Regions from separate parts of the Mus musculus genome. Here all the other regions are linked to region 1. Evidence: chromatin contacts called from public Hi-C and HiChIP or PLAC-seq data. All regions are on one chromosome and are shown on one strand. The core of a region is the stretch at or near the end of the contact, and the rest is flanking DNA. Distances in the headings are between cores, read along the strand shown.

Region 1 (3,031 bases), core at 297-2,796:
GAAAGAGGAGTGGCTAAAAGCCAAGGCGATCGTATTCCAAATTTGGACCACATCCCAAATCTTGTTCAGTGCAAGATGTCAGCAGGTAAGGTCATTGCTACCAAGTCTCATGATCCGAGTTCCATCCTGGAATCCACATGCTAGGAGAGGGATGACTTCTTCAAGTCGTCTTCTGACCACTAGATACTGGCTGTGGAGCATGCCCTCTCCCCATTAAAGAAATACAATGTATTAATAATAATAATGATGATGATGTCTTGTTCAGGTTCCCAAAGAGTCAAGGAAACAGCTAAGTCAGGTTGTTTTGTATCTAGATGTGTGAACTTGTAACTTATTTAAGATTCTCAGGTTCCTTTTCTCTGAACTAAAAACTCTTGGCTTCAGGGGTCATAAAAATACAATTCTGAAATCCTATCCTTCATGCAGATATTTAAGACCCGAGGCTACACTGTATAGAGTTGAGCTCTGCCCTAGATTCATAAAATATACATAAAGCATAAGGCTGGAGCATCTTTAACCAGACCAAAGAGTGTATGTGTGTCAGCACATACAGATGTATTAGGTATCCGTACAGCTGGGCCGTGCAATCTACAGTCTAAGTGGCCGAGGAAAAAGACAAAACCTGGTGTAGGTTAGAGCGCAAGGCAGGGGCAGAAGCAGTGGGAAGTTTTGACACAAAGTTGAAAGGGAAAGGAACTCACATGGGTGTATGGAAACAACAAGATTGTGGAAGGCAGGCACACTGGACAACTTCCAGAAATTTCTAGAACGAGAGCTGTCAAACTATGCTGACTAAAAGCCACTTTCTCCACCAAATTAAGACTCACTACTAAAGAGAAAGGAATGGTGGGAAGGCCGCCCGACTGGGGCAGTGGGTGTGGTGAGATGGTTAAAGGCGCTCTGAGAAGTAACGCGGGCTAGAGGGGATGGAATATGCGGGCAAGAGAGGATGAAGTATGCGGGCGGGAGAGGGCGTGGAGTAAGCGTGGACACCGAGGGGAGCAGCCCGTGGGCCATCGGGCGCTCTTTAGGGCTGCACGGTGCGGCGAGGCCGCCAGCCATCCCGGCGCGCATGGGGTTAAGCCTCCGCGGCCGAGGGCAGAGCCCGGTTTCCAAGGAAACGGCTCCACCAGTTCCGGCGGCGCGGGCGCGTACCACTGAGCGGGGGAGCCGGCGCGGAGGACGCGGAGGGCGCAGCGCGGCTGGCCGGCTCCTAGGGCGCAGGCCCGATCACGCCGGTGAGTTCGCCGCGTCCCGCCGCCCGCGGCCGTGAATCGGACCCGCGCGACTTAGGCGGGGGAGGAGCGGCGCGCGGCGGCCCCAGAGTCCCCCCGCGCAGCGGCCGAGTGCGAGCAGCCCGGGGCTGGGCAGTTTGAACCGCGGACGGCAGACAAAGGCAGCAGGAAGCCGTCCGCAGCCCGAGCGCCCGGCCCGGGCCTCGCCGGCGCGCGCAGCAGCGACGCGGCCGGGCGCGGGATGCCGCAGGGCGCGGGGCGGCGCGCGGGCGCGGACGCGGCGCCCGCCCCGGCCGGGATGTGAGGCCCGAGCGGCCGCGCGGGGGCGGGAAGGGCGGCAGGAAGGAAGCGCCGCTCGGACGCGCCGGGAGGAGGAGCGGCGGCCCGGCCGGAAGGCGGGGAGGGGCGGCCGTTGGCCCGCGGCGGGCCGCTCTCGGCGCCTCCCGGGGCGGCGGCGGCGCCCGCGCCTCCTGCACCCGGCGCGGCGTAGCGGCGGGAGGAAGATGGAGACCCACATCTCGTGCCTGTTCCCCGAGCTGCTGGCCATGATCTTCGGCTACTTGGACGTCCGAGACAAGGGTCGCGCGGCGCAGGTGTGCACGGCCTGGCGGGACGCCGCCTACCACAAGTCGGTGTGGCGGGGCGTGGAGGCCAAGCTGCACCTGCGCCGGGCGAACCCGTCGCTGTTCCCCAGCCTGCAGGCCCGGGGCATCCGCCGCGTGCAGATCCTCAGCCTCCGCCGCAGCCTCAGCTACGTGATCCAGGGCATGGCGAACATCGAGAGCCTCAACCTCAGCGGCTGCTACAACCTCACCGACAACGGCCTGGGCCACGCGTTCGTGCAGGAGATCGGCTCGCTGCGCGCTCTCAACTTGAGCCTTTGCAAGCAGATCACCGACAGCAGCCTGGGCCGCATAGCCCAGTACCTCAAGGGCCTGGAGGTGCTGGAGCTGGGGGGCTGCAGCAACATCACCAACACCGGCCTTCTGCTCATTGCCTGGGGGCTGCAGCGCCTCAAGAGCCTTAATCTCCGCAGCTGTCGCCACCTCTCGGATGTGGGCATCGGGCACCTGGCCGGCATGACGCGCAGCGCTGCCGAGGGCTGCCTGGGCCTGGAGCAGCTCACTCTTCAGGACTGCCAGAAACTCACGGATCTTTCCCTGAAGCACATCTCGCGAGGGCTGACGGGCCTCCGGCTCCTCAACCTCAGCTTCTGCGGCGGCATCTCGGACGCGGGCCTTCTGCACCTGTCGCACATGGGCAGCCTGCGCAGCCTGAACCTGCGCTCCTGCGACAACATCAGCGACACCGGCATCATGCATCTGGCCATGGGCAGCCTGCGCCTTTCCGGTCTGGATGTGTCGTTCTGTGACAAGGTGGGAGATCAGAGTCTGGCGTACATAGCCCAGGGACTGGACGGCCTCAAGTCCCTCTCCCTTTGCTCTTGCCATATCAGTGACGATGGCATCAACCGCATGGTGCGGCAGATGCACGGGCTGCGCACGCTCAACATTGGACAGTGTGTGCGCATCACGGACAAGGGCCTGGAGCTGATCGCTGAGCACCTGAGCCAGCTCACGGGCATAGATCTGTACGGCTGCACCAGGATCACCAAGCGCGGCCTGGAGCGCATCACGCAGCTGCCCTGCCTCAAGGTACTTAACCTGGGACTTTGGCAGATGACGGACAGTGAGAAGGTCAGGTGAGGGCGGCAGTTCCAGTTCCCCCGCCCCGCCCTGTTCATCCCAGGACCACCACTGTTCCGCACACTCACGCGCGCACTTACACGTTCAGGG
Region 2 (3,031 bases), core at 243-2,742, 710 kb after region 1:
GGCACACAACTCCTCTTCCGTCTGCTAGGCCCTTTCTGAATGAATGCAGAGTTCATTCACTTGTTCATTAGCCCTGTCAGGTGAGGTGCTGCAGCACCGAGGGAGACAAAGTCCACAGTCCCCGCAGCAGCCGTTGGGGTGGCATGAAGGGTCATTTTATCTCCTGGCTTCCCCACTTTAGACACTTTATTCCCTGCTAACCCTTGCCGTTTTAGGAGATTAGGAGGGCAGGACTGTACGGCAGGCAGGGATCTTCACTGCATCCTAGATGTCTGCGTCTGATAGAAGGAGCTGGAGATGTGGTTTGTTGAACTGGACTGAATAGGCGGGCATCTTGGCAGGCTCTCTCCGGGCTGGATGGGGTGGAAAATTCAGCACCTTCCCCTTTTCCCATCTAGCTGACAGATACCATGGCCTGCTGGGGGTCTTCTCACCTGGACTACAGCCAGAAACTGTCAGTACTTCTTGTTCTAATTGCATTACATTCCAAACAAGAACTCTCGCCTTTTGAAATGTATGCTCTAGTGGGGAGGCCACACTCACTCTCATCGTGGTGTGCAATGTTGACTTTCAACTTCAGAACTAACTTCTGGGTTTGTTTGTCATTGTTTGGAGACAAAGGCATCTCTCTCTCTCTCTCTCTGTTTCTTTTCTTCCTTCTTTCTTTGTTTATTTTTTATTCTACATTTAGACTTCTCTCTGGATTCAGGTTCTCCATTACAGCTTGGAGAAATCCCGTGGCTCAGATGTACTGAAGTGGCAGAGCCCTTCAGCACCCATGACGCCTCAGCTCTGGTGTGGCCGAGGATGAAAAGAAAGGGGCCTCGGGCTCTCGGAGACAAGGCAATGGTGTGCCTATAATGGGTATAGGGGAGAGATGCTGCCACCCATCCTGGCTGCCAGGATAAAATGAAATCTGGGCTTCGTTTCATTGGTTTTCCTGTGGGAAAACCTAGAAATACTACATTAAAATTCTTTAGACTGGTCCTTTGAGGGTCTGTTTGGTTCTTTTTTGAGGCAAGATCTCTCACTCTTGAAGCCCAGGTTGAACTGGAACATCCTACGTAGCCCAGGCTAGCCTTAAACAAGCCTCTTACCCCAGCTTCCTAAGTACTGGGTTTGAAGGTGTGAGCCATAATTCTGGGTGGGCCTTTTGAGGTTTGTGAAAGCTGGGTGTAGTGGCTTAGCGACCCAGGTCCCAGATCCCAGGAACTCTAATACTTAAAAGCTGGGTGGTCCTGGCAACCTCACTGAACTGTTCTGACCCTTGGTTTCCGGGGAGCAGAGGGGGGGGGGAGGTGCTATTAAATGAATTAAAAGGCAAAATCAACATGAAACTGGCCAGCAGAGGCGCGCAGAAAGAGACTTCCAGGGCAGCCATGGATAGGGCAGTGGTCCTCATGCCCGGGCATCTCTCCTGATTGTCTGATTCAGTCAGAGAACCTGCCTACCCATCCCCCGCCCCTGTTGGGGATCCAGCCTACGAGTGAAAGGGAAGTGGTCTGTCACCAAGCCACGCCTCTGACCCAGCACCTTCGTTACTGTGTGCTCCCCGCTGCTTCTGCTTCCACATCAAATCCACACGCGTTGAGAACCATATTCAAAAAAAGAGCGCCGGCCTAAGGACTTCCATATGGGCACACAGCCCTTCAGATCTGACCTTTGGGCAGCCAATTTCTTGGAACTTCGGTTCCTTCACTTACAAATTTGGGACTAGTTCCATTTTCAGAGCTGTGCTCGGCAGGCAGCATTGTCTTTGTTGCTCTTTCCGTGTTAACTCTTTTACTTGGCTCTTAAAAGTAGGATCCACGGGGCAGCGGGGCAGCGGAGGTGGGCTGGGTGGACCTGGAGAATATTTGCTTTGGGGGAAACTCTAGAGCCAAAGTGGACTCTAGAGCTAAGTGCCAAATGGGGCTGAAAACCTCCAAGCAAAGTTCTGACCCAGAAAGTGCTCTGGTCTTGGGTGAGCACTGGGGGGTGGGGGGGTGGGGGGAACAGATAGATCCTTGGGCAGTTTGTGTGTGGTAAATCCACGGTTAACTGCACTCTGAGTAGTCTTTCCTAAAGGCCACTGGCCAAGTTCTGTTTGCAGGGGAGATGGGCGAGCTCTCCGCAAAGAGTAAGCAGGCCCCGCCGCGCTCTCCCACGCAGGTCCTCCCTTGCAGCCTCTCTGCACATTCTGCCTCCTCTAGTGGAGGACCAACCCTATTGTCGCCTGTAATTCTCACTTGGGTTTCCGAAGACTCAGATTCCTGCCGGGGAGGGGCTGAGCTAACCTGAGCCTCTCTAAGCAGTTTCCTGGCCTCCCCTGCGGGACAACCGCAGTCCCGCAGCCCTTCCCCCCAGCCCCCCCGAAGGCCACGCCCCTCATCTTTAATGTTGCACGGTCCAGGCCCAGTCCTGGGGCCTTGGGCAAGAGCTGGAGCCTCCCAGGGAGGTTGAATCCAAGGCTGGAGGAGCTTTCAGGGACAGTCAGGGATTATCACCAGAATAACACGCAAAAGACACCCCGCCCTACCGCGGATTAGAGGCTGTTGATTTTTAAGGGCAAGACGGCTGCTCTTGGCATGGAAGGCCAAGGGCGGCACAGTGGCGGCATGGGGCCTGCCCCAAACAGAGAGCCGCAGGAGTCTGCCCTTTTGTGGGTTTTGGCCTGAAGACAGTGACAGCACCGGGCCTGTCAGCCCTATGTGAGGATTACAGTCCAGGAGAGAAAAAGACAGTCCTTAGGGGTGGAGCAGGTTTTCCAACAGATGTCCCAAGCCACTCCCCTGTCCCGGAAGTGATGCCACACCCTAAAGCTCTTTTCTTTAATAAATTTGTGGGAAAGCAGTGTGTATTTGAGACACTTAAGTTTCTTCTCCAGCATCCTAGCACCAAACACTAGCAAGGGACTGAGCTCGGGGACTGTGCAACCCAAGAATATGCAAGAGAGGATCTTAAAGGTGGAGACAGCTTAAGTTCAAGACCAGCTGGGCTATGCAGTGAGACCGTGTCCAAAGGGGCAGGGAAGACAGCAGAAGAGGGAGCC
Region 3 (3,031 bases), core at 202-2,701, 670 kb after region 1:
CCGGGTCTTCATCGAGGAAACAGACAGACTCTGCATCAACTCCCATCAACTCTCTTCTTGCTCTAGCCTACCATAACATAACCCAAGCCTCTCTGTGGGTCCAGAACAACGGGCCTCCTTCTCAGTACTCCCAGCCCCAGTGCGGGTCAGGATTGACCCCTAGCGTTATCCACCCAGGATTTCTTGTAGGACCAGACAAGCCTACTGACAGAACAAATTGCTACTTCATAACTGTGATTTTGCTACAGTAATGAATTGTAGTGTAAATATCTGACATGCAGGCTATCTGATGTGTGACCCCTGTGGGGTTGAGAACGTCTGCTCTAGAGGTTTGGAACCAAGAGTTTAGAGGTCGTTTGCAAGGTGACATTGCATTCCTCCCCACAAACACAGTCTGGGGAGGAGGGGCTGTGAGGAGAGGAAAGGGGAGATCCCAGATGGCTGATTCTTCCTTCTGATAACCGACCACGGCACTTCAGCCCAGCCCATTTCTGAGAGCTTTGGGGAACAGGGAGAGTTGTCAGGGATGCAAGCTTAGGCTACAGGCACTAAGGTTCTCAGCTTCCTTCACAAAGCCCCAGACCCTAACTTGGGGACCGGAAGGATACAAATGTGGTTCACTGTGGGAGAGAGCAGGAGTGGGCTGCAGGCCACAGCCGCAGGCCTCAGCCGCAGGTCACAGCCATACTGTCACATCCTGCTGCAGAGGTTCCTTGCCACAGGAGGAGAATGAGATTCTTCTGGAAAAGACGGGAAGTGGTGCCTAAGGTAGACTCCCTTGTCACGCGGAATTGAAGGGAGAAAAGTAGAACTACGCGTAGGTAGATTCATCAAGACCTTTGTCCCACAGCCTGCTTCTGCCCTCAGAGGTCAGTCAGTGAGGTCCGGCCCTGCCTCTGTGACTTCACGTACAGTCTCCAGGCCCTGCTGAGAGTGCTGCTGCTCTGAGGCTCTGCTGGAGGCACGAGAAGCATCCAAGAAGGCTCTCTACCCTGGATCCACAGGGCGATGACAGGCCCAGGGTGACAGCTCTCACTTTGTCCACACTTAACCAAGCCAACACTTAAAACAAATCATTACATTCAATCTCCACCTCTCTGTGAGATAAAGAGCCCTGCTGGACTCCATTTCACAGGGCCTCAAGGTCAAGGTCACAGGCTGGCCTAAGGCTGATCCGGTGGTCACTTTTTAGGGAGCTGACCTCAGAGCCTGCACTCCTGGCCAGAGCCCAGCACACCCTTCACATGGGAGCTGGATATGGACATGAACCAGAGTGACAGGACCTTTGGGGCCACCAAGACCTTCAGAAACCAAGTAACTGTTGATCTTGGGGGGGGCGCCCTTTCCTGGGAAGCAGGGTCATGACCCCACTGCCCAGTGCTACTTGCTCAACGTCGCTGACTAAATGAGGAAGGCTAAGGTGAGGAAATCAGGACCTCCTGAGGAAAGAGCAGAGGGGACAGAAAACCTGCTGAGGCAGAGCAGAAGCTGCCCACAAGGACACCCCGTGAGCCCTGTTGAGCTCGAGGCTGGGTGACTCTTCAGTGCACAATTGTCCACGAATGCCCAGCAAATGATGAAAAAAAAAAAAAAAATAGCATCGAGCCCAATGGGTTTTTATCTCCAGGATCCCAGGACCTCCAGCTCTCCTCCTCCCCCAACCCTGAGTTATAAACCTAGGTAAGAAAAGAACAAGCTGTGCTCTGGCCAGGACACGCTGCTCACTGGCTTCTGTAAAGACAAATGAAGCGGCTTCGGAACGGTACAGACAGGTAGACAGATAGCAGAAGGACGTTCTCAGCACACTGATGCTTCAGCTATGAGGAAAGAGACCTAGCAAGTCTCTGTCAAGGACAAGGTGCTGGGGACGCTACGGAATTATGTTCACCAGTTTTCTGTCACTGTGATAAAATAGCCAAGTTAATCAGTTTGTAAGAAAGAAAGGATGGGCCTAGAGAGCTGGCTCAGCCATTAAGAGCGCTTTCTGTTTTTTACTGACCCAGGTTCAGTTCCTAGCACCCACACGGTGGCTCTGAATCATCTGTAACTCTAGTTCCAGGGCATCTAGTAACCTCTTCTGGCCTTTGCAGCCACCAGACCTGCCTGCGGTGCACATAGATACATGCAGACAAAACATTCATACTCATAAATTAAAATAAACAAATCCTTTAAAATAAGAAAGAAAATATTATTTTGGCTCATGGTTTTTTATGATTTATTTTATTTTAATTTTTAAATGAGATGTGTGTGTCTTCAAGGGAGTGTGTGCCTATGAACGCAGGTGCTGGCAGAGACAAGAAGAAAACATTGGGTCCCCTGAGGTTAGAGTCACAGGCCTTCGTGAGCCACCCAGTGTGGGGGGCTGGGAACTGAACTCAAGTCGTCTGCAAGAGCAGTTGGTGGTTCCAACTGCGGAGCCATCTCTCCAGTCTCTGGGCAAATGGTTTCAAAGGCTGCTTGGCCTTGCTGCTTTGGCCTTGTGGCAACTCAGAGCATTATGGTAGGAGAATGTGAAGGAGAAGTCTGCTTGTCCCATGGCAGGCAGGAAGCAACCATAGAAGGGCAAAGGGGTGGGGCCCTAACATCCTCAAGAGTATGACCTAATGACCTAATGTCCTATTTAAAGCTGCACTGCCTCCCAATAGTGCCTTAAACTAAGGACCAAATCTTTAAAGATAGCCCTCTACAGGACATTTAAGATGCAAACTAAAGCAGTCTTTTTTTTTTTTTTTTTTTTTTAAACTCGTGTTTTCCTTCTGATATATTCTTAGTTCAAGCTAGGCATCATTACAGCAACCTTGCTGAGGTTAGGGGACTTGGGAAGAGAATAGTTCTTCTAATGAAATGGAGCAGTTTGGACTTTGCAAGTGTCACAGCACCTAGGGACTTCTCACCCCTTATCTGCCTTCCTAGGCATTCGGCACCACAATTACTTCACTTCAAAGGCAGTGCAGAAGGGTATCCCAGTCCCGATTTCCAGCCTTCAATGTCCTCGAAATAATCCTTAAACTTCCGAAGACCCCCACCAAAT
Region 4 (3,031 bases), core at 200-2,699, 640 kb after region 1:
CCTTGCTATAGACCCATACAACCTGAGGACGTTGGTCGCAGTTTGAAGGTCCAGAAAGCTTGGCATATGCGCAAGGCAAAATTTGTTTGGTTTTTTTGCTGAGATCCCAGCTAATGGCTGGTTTTTATTATTTGAAAGTCAGTATAGGCAGATTGTCAAATAATTTAATCTCAAAGCATGACTAGACAAGAGAAAGGTCTACCAACCACCTGTAGGAGCTACTCTAAAGTGAGTATACAGATTGAGGAAGGTCTAACCCTATTTTCTAACTGGCTGCTCCTTTCTTCAGAGATTAGAGCTGAAAGCACTCTTGAGTGTGGGAACCATGGGGGAAGAAGGGTGTGCTAACACAAACAAGACAACTAAAGGGGGAATTTTATGCACTGAAATGTTGCTTGATTCTAGAATTGAAAGTCACACCAAAGGGGGGTGGGCACAATAAAACCGGCTGAGGGTATAGCTGAGTAATAGAGCCAGGTTTGTGTACGTGTTAGAACCCAGGCCCTGTTCCCAACACTAAACAGAACACACCCCTTGGAAAGAAACCACCAAGGGACTGAGAGATGGCTCAGCAGTTAAAAGCACTTGTTATTCTTGCAGAGTACCTGGGTTCGATTCCCAGCACCCACATGGTGGCTCTTCACCATCTGTAACTCTACTTCTAGGGGATCTATCTCATGGCTACTTCTAGGCACCAGGCATGCACATGATACACAAACACAAGCAGGCAAAACCCTCAAAGTGAGCAAGTCTTTAAAACAGAAAGAAAGAAACAGCTAAGAAGAAAAGGGAGTTACCAGGCACCCAGGAGGAGCTAAGGAGCATATTGGAGACCCAAGGCTGCAGGGTTTTGCAAGGGAGGGAGGATAGAGTGGAAAAATTACACTTTCCTTGAGCCAGAAACCCTGATATCTCCTTTTTTTGGGGGGGGGGGAGCGTCAGTTAATCTGGGCATGATGGGTGCACATGCCTATAACCCCAGCCAGCACCCTGGGGACAGAGACAAGCAGATTCCTGAGACTTCCAGGCCAGCCTGGTCTATAGAGCAAGTTCCAGGGCAGCAGGGATGCATAGAGATCCTTTCTCAAACAAAACAAAACAAAACAAAACAAAACAAAACAAAGCAAAGCAAAGCAAAGCAAAGCAAAGCAAAGCAAAACAAAGCAAAACAAAGCAAAACCAAACCCCAAACACACAGACCAAGAGTCGGTTTCCATATTAACAGAGCAAGGACTTCAGATGTGATGAGTTTCTAAGCTGTCGCCCAGCTTGGAAACTCCTGCGTCTACAATGATATTTTCATTAAATGACACTCTGCTCCTCCAGCTCAAAAACACGTTAATCATCTGACTAACTGCTCAGATTTCCTGCTTTATGAGATCATCATTGCCTGTTCCAAGTGCTTTTGGCTGCCAGAGAGCAAACTTTCCGCTGGTGGACTGGAAACGTGTTTCACTGTGACAATAGAGCTGGCAGTTGGAGGGCTGCTAATTTAATCCAAAACAGTGCTGAGCTGGGGTCATCTCCACCCGGCTTTCCTGGATCTCAGACGGCAGTTTCCTACTTTGCTTTCTGACAGCTGCAAACTTGATCCTTCAGGGTTTTGCCAAGGGAGAATTGGGGTCCTGGAAACCGTACCTCATGCTCCCAGCTAGCTTAATGTGCCTCTCTCTCCTCCAGGCCACTGTCACTCTTGCCTTAAGCAGTGGTTCTTAGTAACTTAGAGCTGAGGTTGAACCTACCTTCAGGAGTCACTGGTTTGGGGATCCATGTATATCTTATGACTACAGTCTGGATAATGGTCATGTTCTGTCAGTTACAAACCACACATAGTTTCCAGAATGCTGCAGTAGCTCCTTACAGGTACCCTGGGTGGCTGTGTGGGGGTGGGGTGGGGGGTGGGGGGGTAGGGGTGGGTGTGTTTGTGTATGCTTGTGTGCTTGTGTGTGTGTGTGTGTGTGTGTATGCTTCTGTGAATGTGTGTCTGTGTAAGGATGTATATGAGTGCATGTATGTCTGTGTATCTTTCCAGAAAATTCTCACATAGTGCCCCGAGTACTCTCACAGAGGCACGCACACCAGGGAGGGGATTAGGGAAGGTTAGTCACTAATCACCTTCAGAAGTGTGGTTAAAGGCAAAGACTCTGGAGCTGAACTGCCTGGGTTTGAATCCTGGACCTGTCACTTGTTTGCTGGGATGTCTGCTCTAGGGAAAACTACTTACCCTGTCTGTGCCTCATTTTCTTAGAAGATTGTTGTAAAGGGAAGGCACCAGGAGCAACCAACATCTACCGGGGTAAATGCTATGAAGGCCTTGGCAAGTCCTGTGCTAACTGCCTAGGATGTATTATTCCCCTTTTGAAAAGGAAAAAAAACATACTGAAGTCTACACTAGCTTGCAACAAATAACTGTGACTGTGTCTATGAAGAAAGAGAAAACTGATGTAAGATCAGCCTTTTTGTCTTGTCCGTTTCCTTCTTTGTAAAAGGGTTTGTGCTGTGCCTAATTGTGTGTGTGGTCCTCCTCCTCTTCTTCCTCTTCTTCCTCCTCCTCCTTTTCCTTTTAAAGTCAGGATCTCATGTAGCCCAGTCTGGCTTCAGTCTTGCTATGTAGCCGAGGAAGATTATGAATTCGTGATGTCTGCTTCCTTCTGGTATCGCCACACCTGGTTTTATGTGGTACCAGAGGACTGAACCCAGGGCTTCATCTGTGATAGGCAAAAATTCTAGCAACTGAGCTACATCCTAACCTCCAGCCCCTACTTAATACTATGAATTACCATGCTAGACTATATAGATGAAGCTAATGGTAGTTTTAGCGATGATGGTTGAACCTAAGGTCTTGTGTATCCTGAGCTGGTACACAATTACGTACTTTTACCCGGTGCAGAGAATTACATGCTATGAATATGCATCAAACTGCTCTTTAAGTAATTAAAAGATACATGTATTGATTATAGGCGCATGTATGTGTGCACTTGCGCATGTGCCTGGGGGCATGTGTGATAAGGTCAAGGAACAATTTTTGGAA
Region 5 (3,031 bases), core at 165-2,664, 610 kb after region 1:
AGTTTCTTCTGCTATAAAACAGTGGTAAGAATGGAAAGGAACTTCCAGAATGATTACGAAGAGCAGTGTATGCTAAGCACTGAGGATAGCGCCTATCAGACAGAATAGTGAACCTCTCCCACAGCCCTTATGTTGAAGATTTGGTCATCACCATGCTAATGGGAAGCAGTGGGGGTGGGTGGGAGCCAGCGGGAGGAAGCTAGGTTATTGGAGGGCCGGCTCTTGAAGGGGTATTAGAACCCTTCCTTCCCTCTCCCTTTTTCCATTTACTCCCTGCTGCCAGGAGGTGAACAGACTTCCTCTGTAACACATTCTTACATGATTTAGGCCTGCTGCTACCCACTCCAAAGAGCAGGGCCTGCCAACCAAGAACTGAAATCTCTGTACCCATGAACCAAAGGTGGATTGATTGTCCTAAGGATGTTGTCACGGTGACAGAAAGCTGACTGACACATATATAGCTGTGGGAGGTAGGGCATGATGGGTAATCTTGTTCACTTGACATAATTCTCAGGCATCATCTAACCCCACCCCCTCTCCTTTTCCCATGTGAGACTGGTAAGAATAAATGCCCAGCTCTGCCCTGCCCCATTCCCACCTCCCATTACCCTGAATGGAAATTCTCCCTGGCAGCCATCGTCTACCACACTCACAGACTCCCACCACAGCAGTTTGGATCTAAAACAGGTCTAGGAACAAGACAGAAGTGTTTTAGGTTCTAAGGTAAACAGAAGAAATAATCAGTTTCCAAAAAAAAAAAAAAAGTCTGACTGTCCTAGCTCTCTTTTATAAGTGAGGGGAATGCTGCTGGCCTGGTCAAGAGGATTTGAAGGTGCAGCGTCCCCTGTGCTCTCAAAGCTCTGTCCTGCTCAGAGAAGACGAAGGTACCAATTTGTATTACTGACCTTGTAGCTTTGCATCCTACCTGGTAAGCTACTCCCTCCTCTCTCCCTCTCTTAGGAACGGAGGGTACAAACAGAACGAGGGAGAGGAAGGGAGAAACCTCTGAACCTCATGTCTTGGGATTGGGCTGAAGCCATCCCACGATTGGTGACCTGACACCCTACTCTGAGCAACTAGTGTGCTGTGTGAAAACCCCGTTAGAGCTGTCCTCCGATTTCCTTGGTAAACATGCAGAATTATGTTTTCAGTAGCAAACCTAACTGCCTCAAAGCAGGCAGGCGCCAGTCACCTCAGATGGCCTGGCTGGGATTCGAGGGACAACTCAAAAGGCCACCTCTCAATATGCCACATGCGGGGCAGACACTCGCACACGTGTGCACCTCCCCCCAGGGGTTGAGGCCAAGCCAAGCATCCCACATCCACGGATGAATAGCTGGTCTGTCTTGCAGCAGCGCTTTCTCCCACCTCAGAAGAGCCATAAGCCCAGACTGCCCAGCTGAAAAATCCACGCAAACTGCAGACACTCGGAGGGTGGCGAGTGGCCCCAGGGCAGCAAGATGGAGTCAGACCGAGAAACCATCCACCTTCAAGTAAGTTCTGTGGGAAGCCAAGAGGGGTGGGGGGATCCTGGGAGCGGTTGTGAAGGTGGCATTGATAGCCATCCCAACCTCTACTCTCTCTCTCTTCCTCACCCCCTTCTCTGAACACACTGGCCTTTGCTCTTTAGTCCCATTTTGATACCCCTGGCTGGTTCCTCACATGTTGTTAGACGTGAAATTTCAATTCCTCTCAGCCTCTGCTTCCTCTAGTCAAAGAGCTAATAAGATCTGTGTTATCAGAAAATGATTTCATATTCTGTGCAGTGCTTTCCTCCAAGCCCTGGCACAGTGACTGCTACATGAGAGCTGCCCGGCTGGCTGTCCTCTTAGAGACAAGAAAATACAAAGCTGGGGTTTTAGAGAGAGTAAGAGAGGCAAGTGGCCAACTCTATATTTTTATAGGTTGGAAAAACCTAAACTTTTCTGAGACCTGAGTCTATAAGGCTCTCTTGTGTGGGACAGACAGTGTCTCATTCAGGCAACAGCAGCATGAAGTAGGCAACCACGTACTAGGAAGATAGTCAGGTGTCCTGCCCTTGGTGTTACAGGCCTGGAAGGCACTAGAAAAAATGGAAGGTTCTAGCAAGGGCAGAGAGCCAATCAGACAGAGTAGCATCAGCTGTAAATTGCATGTTAACTTTTCCAAGAGTCAGACAATTAAACGGCAGAAAAGGACTTTCTAAAAAATCCTTTTTAGATTTATTTTTGTGTTTATGAGTATTTTGCCTGTATCTGTATCTACGCCACATGCATGCCTGGTACCTGTGGAGATCGGAGGACAGTGCTGGGTTTTTAGGAACTGGAATTACTTATGGTCATGAACCACCACGTGGTTGCTGCGAACTGATGGAAATTGAACCCAGACCCTCTCTGCAAGAGCAACAAGTGCCCTGAACCACTGAGCCATCTTTCTAGCCCCCAGGAAAGGACTTTTAAGATCAAGAATGTTTGATACCAAAACATGATCTTTAGACTAAACACAAGCTCCCAAACTAGTATATGCTTGACCTGAGCTGGAGAGATTGGTCGGCTTCCTGCTCTTGTGGAAGATGTGTGAGTTTGCCATTTTGGACACTCAGGGCCTCCCACAGGCTCAGCACACACTCTGTCTCTCTGCTGCATCCTCTCTACTTTTGGAATGCATTTAGAGCAGGTTTAGGTTCATAGTACACTTAAAGGAACAGGGAACTCCCGAAAAAACCCTGCCCTTACACATGCAAAGTACATTCCCCAACTAGAACCTACCGTCCCTCCATCAAAGTGTCCACTGTGAGTCAGCACAAATCCACCCGTTTCCACCCCTACAGTACCACAGTTACTTCCCCCACCAACCCATTTACCCTTCCCAGGCCCTGACAATCACCAATCAGGTCTCTTCCAGGTTTACCTGTTCTAGTACCATCATATCATTGAGATTAAACAAATTAGACTTTTCAGTTTGGCTTCCCTCACTTAGCAACCTAAGATTTCGCCATGTCTTGACTGCTTATTTGTTTGTGTATGTATCTGGGGGAGTTCATATATGTATG
Region 6 (3,031 bases), core at 167-2,666, 600 kb after region 1:
TCCTTCCTTCCTTCCTCTTTCCTTCCTTCCTTTCTTTCTTCCTTCCTTTCTTTCTTTCTTTCTTTCTTTCTTTCTTTCTTTCTTTCTTTCTTTCTTTCTTTCTTTCGTTGATTTATTAATTTTATTTTTACTTTTTTCGAGACAGGGTTTCTCTGTTGGAGCCCTGGCTGTCCTGGAACTCACTCTATAGACCAGACTGACTTGGAACTCGGAGGTCCTCCTGCCTCTGCCTCCCAAGTGCTGGGATTAGCCTGGCTTAGTTATTACTTTGAGGACTGGATAGTAGAAAATAATCATCTCTAGTTTTTGTAAAAGTAGATTATTGAAGCCAGCCTATTACGATACATGCCTCTAATCTCATCCCCTGGCAAATGAAGGCAGAAAGATCAGGAGTTCAAGGTCATCCTGAACTACACAGAGGGCTTCAAGCCATCCTGGGCTACATGAGATCTTGTCTTAAACAAACAAGAAAAAGTAAGTATTGATAGAAAATTAGATTCATAAGAAATGTTTCCTTATCCAGAAAGGACTCAATCCATAGAGTGACGACGGCTTTCCTCACAAGGAAGTAAAAGCCTCCTGCTCCTTAGAGCAAGCTACTTTTCAGTATCAAAGTGGTTCTTCTGTATGTCTGCTGCTGCTGGTGGTGGTTTAGAACTCTGTTGTTCGGAGAAGCCAGGGTTTCACACAGGCCAAGCAGGCTCTGAGCCAGCTCAGCCCTCCTGATTTAATGTGCAGGGAAAGATGTTTCAAGAGCCCTGGAATTATCCTGTTTCTCCTCAGATGCACTTAAGTTGGAAGTTTTGGGAAAAGAAAGGATGTGGCTGTGACGGAGGCATCTGCTTTGGAAATAATAGCCCCGACTCCGACTCTGCATCCGCAGTCAGAACTCATTGAATGTGAGAGTGTTAAGTGAGAAGCAGTCCTAGTTACTATGACAGATGATACCAAGCGGCTGTCTGTCCAAGCTGCTGTCTGTTAAGGATTGATAAGTAGCTCTCCCTTTCAAGTGAGGTTTTCACGCTATAGCAGAAATGAAACCAAGTCAATGGGAATGATCTGAGAGGAGGACTCTGGGGCCATTCATTTTGGTTCTGTGAGAAGCTTTGAGGAGGCTGAAAAATGGAAGGGCAGCCATGTTATACTGTTGATGACATCACTGCTTGAAGTAAGACAGAAGCAAACCAGAAAGATTGGCATCAAGTGTGTGTTTCTCTCTGAGCTTCTTGGTCACTGTTAAGGCCTGGGTCACTGCTGCCTGTCTAGCCAGCCACTTTATGCTGTTTATGACTGCTACAAGGGAGCTTCCTCATGTGCTGTTACTAGGAAACTTTCTCATGCCTGAGCTGATTGCATATTCTGTTATGTTCTGTGCTTTGGTGTTCTTGGAAACCAACCACAATAGAGGTCAGTTAGAACTGCTTTGTATAGTTAGCTACAAGAAGCTCAGATCCAAACCAACTACCACATAGCACTTCCTGCACCTATAAGCTGCCCCTGGGATGGAGCTCAACATAAGAGAGGAAACTTGCAATTTCAGTAGGGGTTGAATGAAGTTGTAAGTTCCCAAGACCTCCCTGGATAACTGGCATCGTGGTTGGCTAGTTAAGACATGAATGTTAGGCAGTGCAAGTGCCCTCCCACAGTTGAATATCTCAACCAATGGGAGCAGGATAAGTGTATTACAAAGATGTGTTCCTAAGGAAGTCCCCTATACCTAAATCCTGCTTAGTGAAATAACTTGGCTCCTGACTCATTGTCACAGACAGCTCCCAAGTCTGATCAATGGCCCTGATCAATCAATCAGTCCTGGAGCAAATGCTCAATAAACTATCCCTGTCTGTGTGGTTCGTGGGGTGACTCCTGGACCCCAACAGAACCATGTAAAAAGGGAGAGAGGCTATCGAGAACAATGGGGGCCTGTCAGTTACCCAGAACAACAACAACAGAAAGATTTTTCCAAATTAAATCTTCTTTTCTTTCACACAAAGGCTCTTATTTTAGGGGTTGCTGTACAATGTAATGGGCAATGTCCCAGACAGTAATTACACAACAAATATGGAAAATTTTCGCAAGACTGTTACATACACCGGGATCTGGATTAGATTCAAGGTAACTCTAGCAAAGTGTAGTGACTGTATACTAGATTAGTTTGAAGGGTTTTTTTTGTTTGTTTGTTTGTTTGTTTTTTTTGTTTTTGGTTTTGTTTTTTTTTTTTTTTTTGGTTTTTCGAGACAGTGTTTCTCTGTATAGCCCTGGCTGTCCTGGAACTCACTTTGTAAACCAGGCTGGCCTCGAACTCAGAAATCTGCCTGCCTCTGCCTCCTGAGTGCTGGGATTAAAAGCGTGCGCCACCACCGCCCAGCTAGTTTGAAATTTTTGTTATGTTGTTTTGAAACAAGGACTCACCATGCAACCCAGGATGACCTTGAATTTGTCACTTTCCTGACTCCAGCTAGATTAATTCTCTAATGTAGAGTAAAATAATAAGAGAGCCTCTTTTTAAGTGCCAGGAGTGTTGGTGCATACAGTCTGATCTTTGTGAGTTCAAGGCTAACCTGGTCTACATAGTGAGCTCCAGGGCAGCCAAGACTACATAGTGGGATCCTATCTTAAGACAGGGTGGGGCAGGAGAGATGGTTCAGTGGTTAAGAGCATTGGCTGCTCTTGCAGAGGTCCTGAATTCAATTTCCACCACTCACATGGTAGCTCACAATGATTTGTAGCTGTAGTCTAATGGGATCCAAAACCCCTTTCTGGTACGCAGACAAAACACCCATACACACAAAAACAAATAACCAAAATAAATATTGTTTTGGTTTTTTTTTTTTTAGCTTTTTTGAGACAGTGTCTCTCTTATTTATTTTATTTTATATTATTTTTATGTGCATGGATGTTTTGCCTGCATGTCTGTTTGTGTCACGGTGCCAGATCCTCTGGATCCAAAGTTACAGACAGCTAGCTATGAGCTGCTGTGGAAGTTCTGGGAATTGAACCTGGGTCCTCTGGAAGCAGCCACTGCTCTTAACCA
Region 7 (3,031 bases), core at 175-2,674, 580 kb after region 1:
GTGCATTGTTCTTGGGGATGTAAAAGGATACAGCTGTAAGAAAACAGTTAGGCTGTTCCACAAAATGGTAAACAGAATTATCCTACCATCTAGCAACTTCACTCCTCAGTGTGTACTCAAAAGAACTGAAAACAGAGACTCGAACAGATTACCTATAGACCAATGTTTATAGCAACGTTATTCAAGAGAGCTCAATGCTGGGAACAATACAAGTGTCTATCACTACATGAGTGAATAAATAACATGTGGTGTATGCTGCAATGGAATATTGTCCAACCTTTAAAAGGGATAAAATCTTCTTATCCAAGGTAGAAAAGGCAAATTCAGAGAGACAGAAAGGAAATTACAGGTTACCGAGGGTCGGTGTATTACTGTTTAATGGGCACCGAGCTTTTATTTTGAGTCATGAAAAAGGATATTGGTAATGATTACTCAACATGTTAAATGCACTTAATGCCACTAAATGTATGTTCTAAAATGAGGGGCTGGTGAGATGGCTCAGTGGGTAAGAGCACCCGACTGTTCTTCTGAAGGTCCAGAGTTCAAATCCCAGCAACCACATGGTGGCTCATAACCATCCTTAACGAGATCTGACTCCCTCTTCTGGAGTGTGTGAAGACAGCTACAGTGTACTTACATATAATAATAAATAAATCTTTAAAAAAAAAAAGTTTAAAAAAAAAATAAAATAAAATAAAATGAGTAAAATGGTAAACACTATATATATTATGTGTATACACACATACACACACACACACACACACACACACACACACAATTTTTTCCTACAACCAGAAAAGAATAATGAATCAAAAGTATGAGAGAAGACCAGAAAAAGTACTTCAGATAGACTCTTTTGGCAACACCTGGGGCAACCTACTCATGTTAAGTCTATAAGACAGTTTTGAGGGGCCTCTGGAAACAGGGATGGGTGAGCAGAGTTTACAAGAGAGACAGGAAATTGTCACCTGTGCATCAAAAGGGGCATCTATAGCTACAGTGCCTTGCAGTTGTAATGCTTTGAGAAAAGTAGTTTCAGGTTGATTGTTGGCTGGGGTCACTCTGAAACTGAGCCCCTACAAGGCTTAGCTTTCCACTTGGCTTGTTTTCTTGGCTCCTCTTTCAGTGTCTGAGCCAAAGCCAAGACCAGAGCATCACCAGGGATTCAAGAGAGACTAGGATCTAGTATCCTAGTGTCTCCTCAGCTTCTGTCCCCTCAGGTCAACTGAGTCCTTCCTTCTTGTGCCCACTGTCAGCTATACTTCTAAAACTTCAGTCTTTGAGCCTGCCCAGGCATTTTTTTTTCCTCTCCAGCTTCTAAATGGGGTTCAAGAAGTGTTTTTCTGGTTCTTCCTGCTTAACACCTGCTTTTGTAATTACTCTCTTAGAGCCACAACAAATGCTTTTTCCTTCCTGTTTCCTCAGGCAGCAAACCATAACCAGCTCAGGCTGGTGAGGAAGTCTAGCACTTTCTCCATCCCTACTCCCATCCCCCATGACTTCTGATTGTCTTTGTCAGCCACAGCTGTCGTGTGTGTGTGTGTGTGTGTGTGTGTGTACGCACATATATAAATATACATAATAAATTGCATATGATATAATGTATATGTTTTATTTTATACATATTATACATGTATTAATATATTAAATATTATATAACTTACATAATATGCTATATATAAATTACATAATTTTCAGCACTTTGGAGACAGAGTCAGGTGGATATCTATGAATTCAAGTCCAGCCTAGTGTACATAAGTTCAAGGAAAGCCAGAACTACATAGAGAGATCCTGCCCCACCCACCCACACACAAAACGTCTTGTTTTATGTATATGAATGTTTTTTCTGCTCTCTGCAGAAAAAAATGTATTCTGTTGTAGTGAACATGGTAGGTTATTAGCAGAATGTGTATGTCTGTGTAACTATGTCTGCTCCTGGTGCAAAAGAGAGTGTCAGATCTCCCTGGAACTGGGGTAAGAAGATGGTGGTGAGCCACTATATGGGTACTAGGACTCAAACCCAGTCCTCTGGAAGAGCAGCCAATGCTCTTAGCCACTGAGCCATTTCTCCAGCTGCACCCCACCACCCCACTGTTAGATATACAGTTCAGCATCATAAGGTATGAGTCACATTGCCATGTAACTAATCTCTAGGATTCCTTTATTTTGCAAACTGAAACTTCATACCCATTAAGGGTCAGCTCCTCTTCCTCCTTCCCTAACAGCTCTGGCAATCACCATTCTGTAGTCTGTCTCTGTGACCCTAACTACTCGAAGAATCACAGGCTACTTGGCTTACCTTACTTAGTACATCTCAAAGCTCATGAAGTTGTAGCATAGGCCTTTGCCTCTGAAGACTGGAGAATACTCCATTGTGTATACGTAGCATGCACAATGCACCATGCACTGGAGGCATCTGGGTTGTTCTTGACTGGTTAATGTGAACAATGCTCCTGTGCATCTGGATGTATAAATATGTCTGGAGTGAGGCTGGTGAGAAGGCGACGCCTAAAGACCTGAACTCAGTTTCCAGGGCCCACAGAGTGGAAAGCAAGAACTAACTTCTGCAAGTTGCCCTTTGACCTCCACAAGTATGCAATGGCATGCACACCCTTCCCCCAAAATAAATAAATAGATAAATGAATGAATGCATGAATGAATGAATGAGTAAATAAATAAATAAATAAATGAAGTTTACACAGACATACATGTCTATATCTGACTTTAGTTTTTTAAGGTATGGATCTCTATACTGATTGCTGTGACCAAATACCTGATAGAACCACAGCTCAGAATTCACAGCTCAGAATATAATCTGTCATGATGGTAAGCTGTTCCTGGACAGCTCTGTCCATAGTCATGGGAGCACTGAGGCAGAGCTTCTCACATCTTGGAGTGTGGAGAAGCAGACAGCCTGTTCTGATAGCAGATGAGAGTATAACCCTTAAAGACCTGGCCAGGACCTATCTATACCAGCTATGTTTTCTCCCCAAATGGCCCACAGCCTCTCAAAATAGTACCAGCAATAGGG

The links. A called contact is a pair of places that touch in the nucleus more often than the background predicts. HiChIP or PLAC-seq counts read pairs in DNA pulled down with a chosen protein or histone mark.
Region 2: a contact with region 1 is called in a Hi-C map of embryonic stem cells, with 6 times the contacts expected there. The contact joins the enhancer-like site here to the promoter of Fbxl14 in region 1. A contact is called at or near these places in 22 of 39 promoter capture datasets (the 3T3-L1 cell line, 3T3-L1-derived adipocytes, the C10 cell line and 13 more), 9 of 15 datasets of contacts at CTCF or cohesin (the G1E-ER4 cell line, the NIH/3T3 cell line, embryonic stem cells and 3 more), 195 of 484 Hi-C or Micro-C datasets (the 63-12 cell line, the AML12 cell line, the AtT-20 cell line and 93 more), 59 of 115 datasets of contacts at active chromatin or transcription factors (the 230-238 cell line, DN3 thymocytes, the HPC-7 cell line and 37 more) and 5 of 9 other capture datasets (adipose tissue, embryonic stem cells, embryonic tail and 2 more).
Region 3: a Hi-C map of B cells shows a contact between it and region 1, with 14 read pairs. The contact joins the enhancer-like site here to the promoter of Fbxl14 in region 1. A contact is called at or near these places in 3 of 39 promoter capture datasets (the C10 cell line, the HPC-7 cell line and cranial neural crest), 1 of 484 Hi-C or Micro-C datasets (B cells) and 11 of 115 datasets of contacts at active chromatin or transcription factors (acute myeloid leukemia, bone marrow-derived macrophages, craniofacial prominence and 7 more).
Region 4: a contact with region 1 is called in an H3K4me3 HiChIP or PLAC-seq map of bone marrow-derived macrophages, with 3 times the contacts expected there. The contact joins the enhancer-like site here to the promoter of Fbxl14 in region 1. A contact is called at or near these places in 9 of 39 promoter capture datasets (the 3T3-L1 cell line, the C10 cell line, cranial neural crest and 4 more), 1 of 484 Hi-C or Micro-C datasets (uterus) and 10 of 115 datasets of contacts at active chromatin or transcription factors (the 230-238 cell line, bone marrow-derived macrophages, embryonic hindbrain and 5 more).
Region 5: a contact with region 1 is called in an H3K4me3 HiChIP or PLAC-seq map of bone marrow-derived macrophages, with 2.4 times the contacts expected there. The contact joins the promoter of Ninj2 here to the promoter of Fbxl14 in region 1. A contact is called at or near these places in 4 of 39 promoter capture datasets (the C10 cell line, liver, neutrophils and 1 more) and 13 of 115 datasets of contacts at active chromatin or transcription factors (bone marrow-derived macrophages, embryonic limb bud, embryonic stem cells and 5 more).
Region 6: an H3K4me3 HiChIP or PLAC-seq map of the SCID.adh cell line shows a contact between it and region 1, with 9 read pairs. The contact joins the enhancer-like site here to the promoter of Fbxl14 in region 1. A contact is called at or near these places in 3 of 39 promoter capture datasets (the 3T3-L1 cell line, neutrophils and pre-B cells), 1 of 484 Hi-C or Micro-C datasets (embryonic stem cells), 12 of 115 datasets of contacts at active chromatin or transcription factors (the SCID.adh cell line, acute myeloid leukemia, bone marrow-derived macrophages and 7 more) and 1 of 9 other capture datasets (embryonic stem cells).
Region 7: a contact with region 1 is called in an H3K27ac HiChIP or PLAC-seq map of double positive thymocytes, with 5 times the contacts expected there. The contact joins the enhancer-like site here to the promoter of Fbxl14 in region 1. A contact is called at or near these places in 17 of 39 promoter capture datasets (3T3-L1-derived adipocytes, the C10 cell line, the HPC-7 cell line and 11 more), 1 of 15 datasets of contacts at CTCF or cohesin (the NIH/3T3 cell line), 3 of 484 Hi-C or Micro-C datasets (cerebellum, embryonic fibroblasts and regulatory T cells), 16 of 115 datasets of contacts at active chromatin or transcription factors (the 230-238 cell line, T-cell acute lymphoblastic leukemia, acute myeloid leukemia and 11 more) and 1 of 9 other capture datasets (embryonic stem cells).

The regions. Positions count from the first base shown.
Region 1 is chr6:119,478,122-119,481,152 of GRCm38.p6, forward strand. Fbxl14 (F-box and leucine-rich repeat protein 14) reads left to right here and starts at 1,547. Exons shown (of 1, transcript NM_133940.3): 1 at 1,547-3,031. The coding sequence starts at 1,739. The coding sequence ends at 2,941. The region is part of intron 1 of Wnt5b (wingless-type MMTV integration site family, member 5B); the gene reads right to left.
Region 2 is chr6:120,186,264-120,189,294 of GRCm38.p6, forward strand. The region is part of intron 1 of Ninj2 (ninjurin 2); the gene reads left to right. Among named protein-coding and RNA genes, the nearest start is that of Gm25327, 44 kb to the left of the region's middle. Within about 2 kb of position 1,493, at least 189 of the 459 cell types and tissues checked have an H3K27ac peak or open chromatin away from gene starts, as enhancers often do. A contact at or near this core is called in the 230-238 cell line, the 63-12 cell line, B cells and 53 more, where this site is marked.
Region 3 is chr6:120,149,275-120,152,305 of GRCm38.p6, forward strand. The region is part of intron 1 of Ninj2 (ninjurin 2); the gene reads left to right. Among named protein-coding and RNA genes, the nearest start is that of Gm25327, 7.0 kb to the left of the region's middle. Within about 2 kb of position 1,452, at least 110 of the 459 cell types and tissues checked have an H3K27ac peak or open chromatin away from gene starts, as enhancers often do. A contact at or near this core is called in B cells, the HPC-7 cell line, acute myeloid leukemia and 2 more, where this site is marked.
Region 4 is chr6:120,113,487-120,116,517 of GRCm38.p6, forward strand. The region is part of intron 1 of Ninj2 (ninjurin 2); the gene reads left to right. Among named protein-coding and RNA genes, the nearest start is that of Ninj2, 22 kb to the left of the region's middle. Within about 2 kb of position 1,450, at least 117 of the 459 cell types and tissues checked have an H3K27ac peak or open chromatin away from gene starts, as enhancers often do. A contact at or near this core is called in bone marrow-derived macrophages, liver and uterus, where this site is marked.
Region 5 is chr6:120,091,966-120,094,996 of GRCm38.p6, forward strand. Ninj2 (ninjurin 2) reads left to right here and starts at 1,415. Exons shown (of 4, transcript NM_016718.2): 1 at 1,415-1,493. The coding sequence starts at 1,461.
Region 6 is chr6:120,075,860-120,078,890 of GRCm38.p6, forward strand. No RefSeq gene overlaps it. Among named protein-coding and RNA genes, the nearest start is that of Ninj2, 16 kb to the right of the region's middle. Within about 2 kb of position 1,417, at least 34 of the 459 cell types and tissues checked have an H3K27ac peak or open chromatin away from gene starts, as enhancers often do. A contact at or near this core is called in the SCID.adh cell line and acute myeloid leukemia, where this site is marked.
Region 7 is chr6:120,054,912-120,057,942 of GRCm38.p6, forward strand. No RefSeq gene overlaps it. Among named protein-coding and RNA genes, the nearest start is that of Wnk1, 18 kb to the left of the region's middle. Within about 2 kb of position 1,425, at least 67 of the 459 cell types and tissues checked have an H3K27ac peak or open chromatin away from gene starts, as enhancers often do. A contact at or near this core is called in the 230-238 cell line, T-cell acute lymphoblastic leukemia, bone marrow-derived macrophages and 3 more, where this site is marked.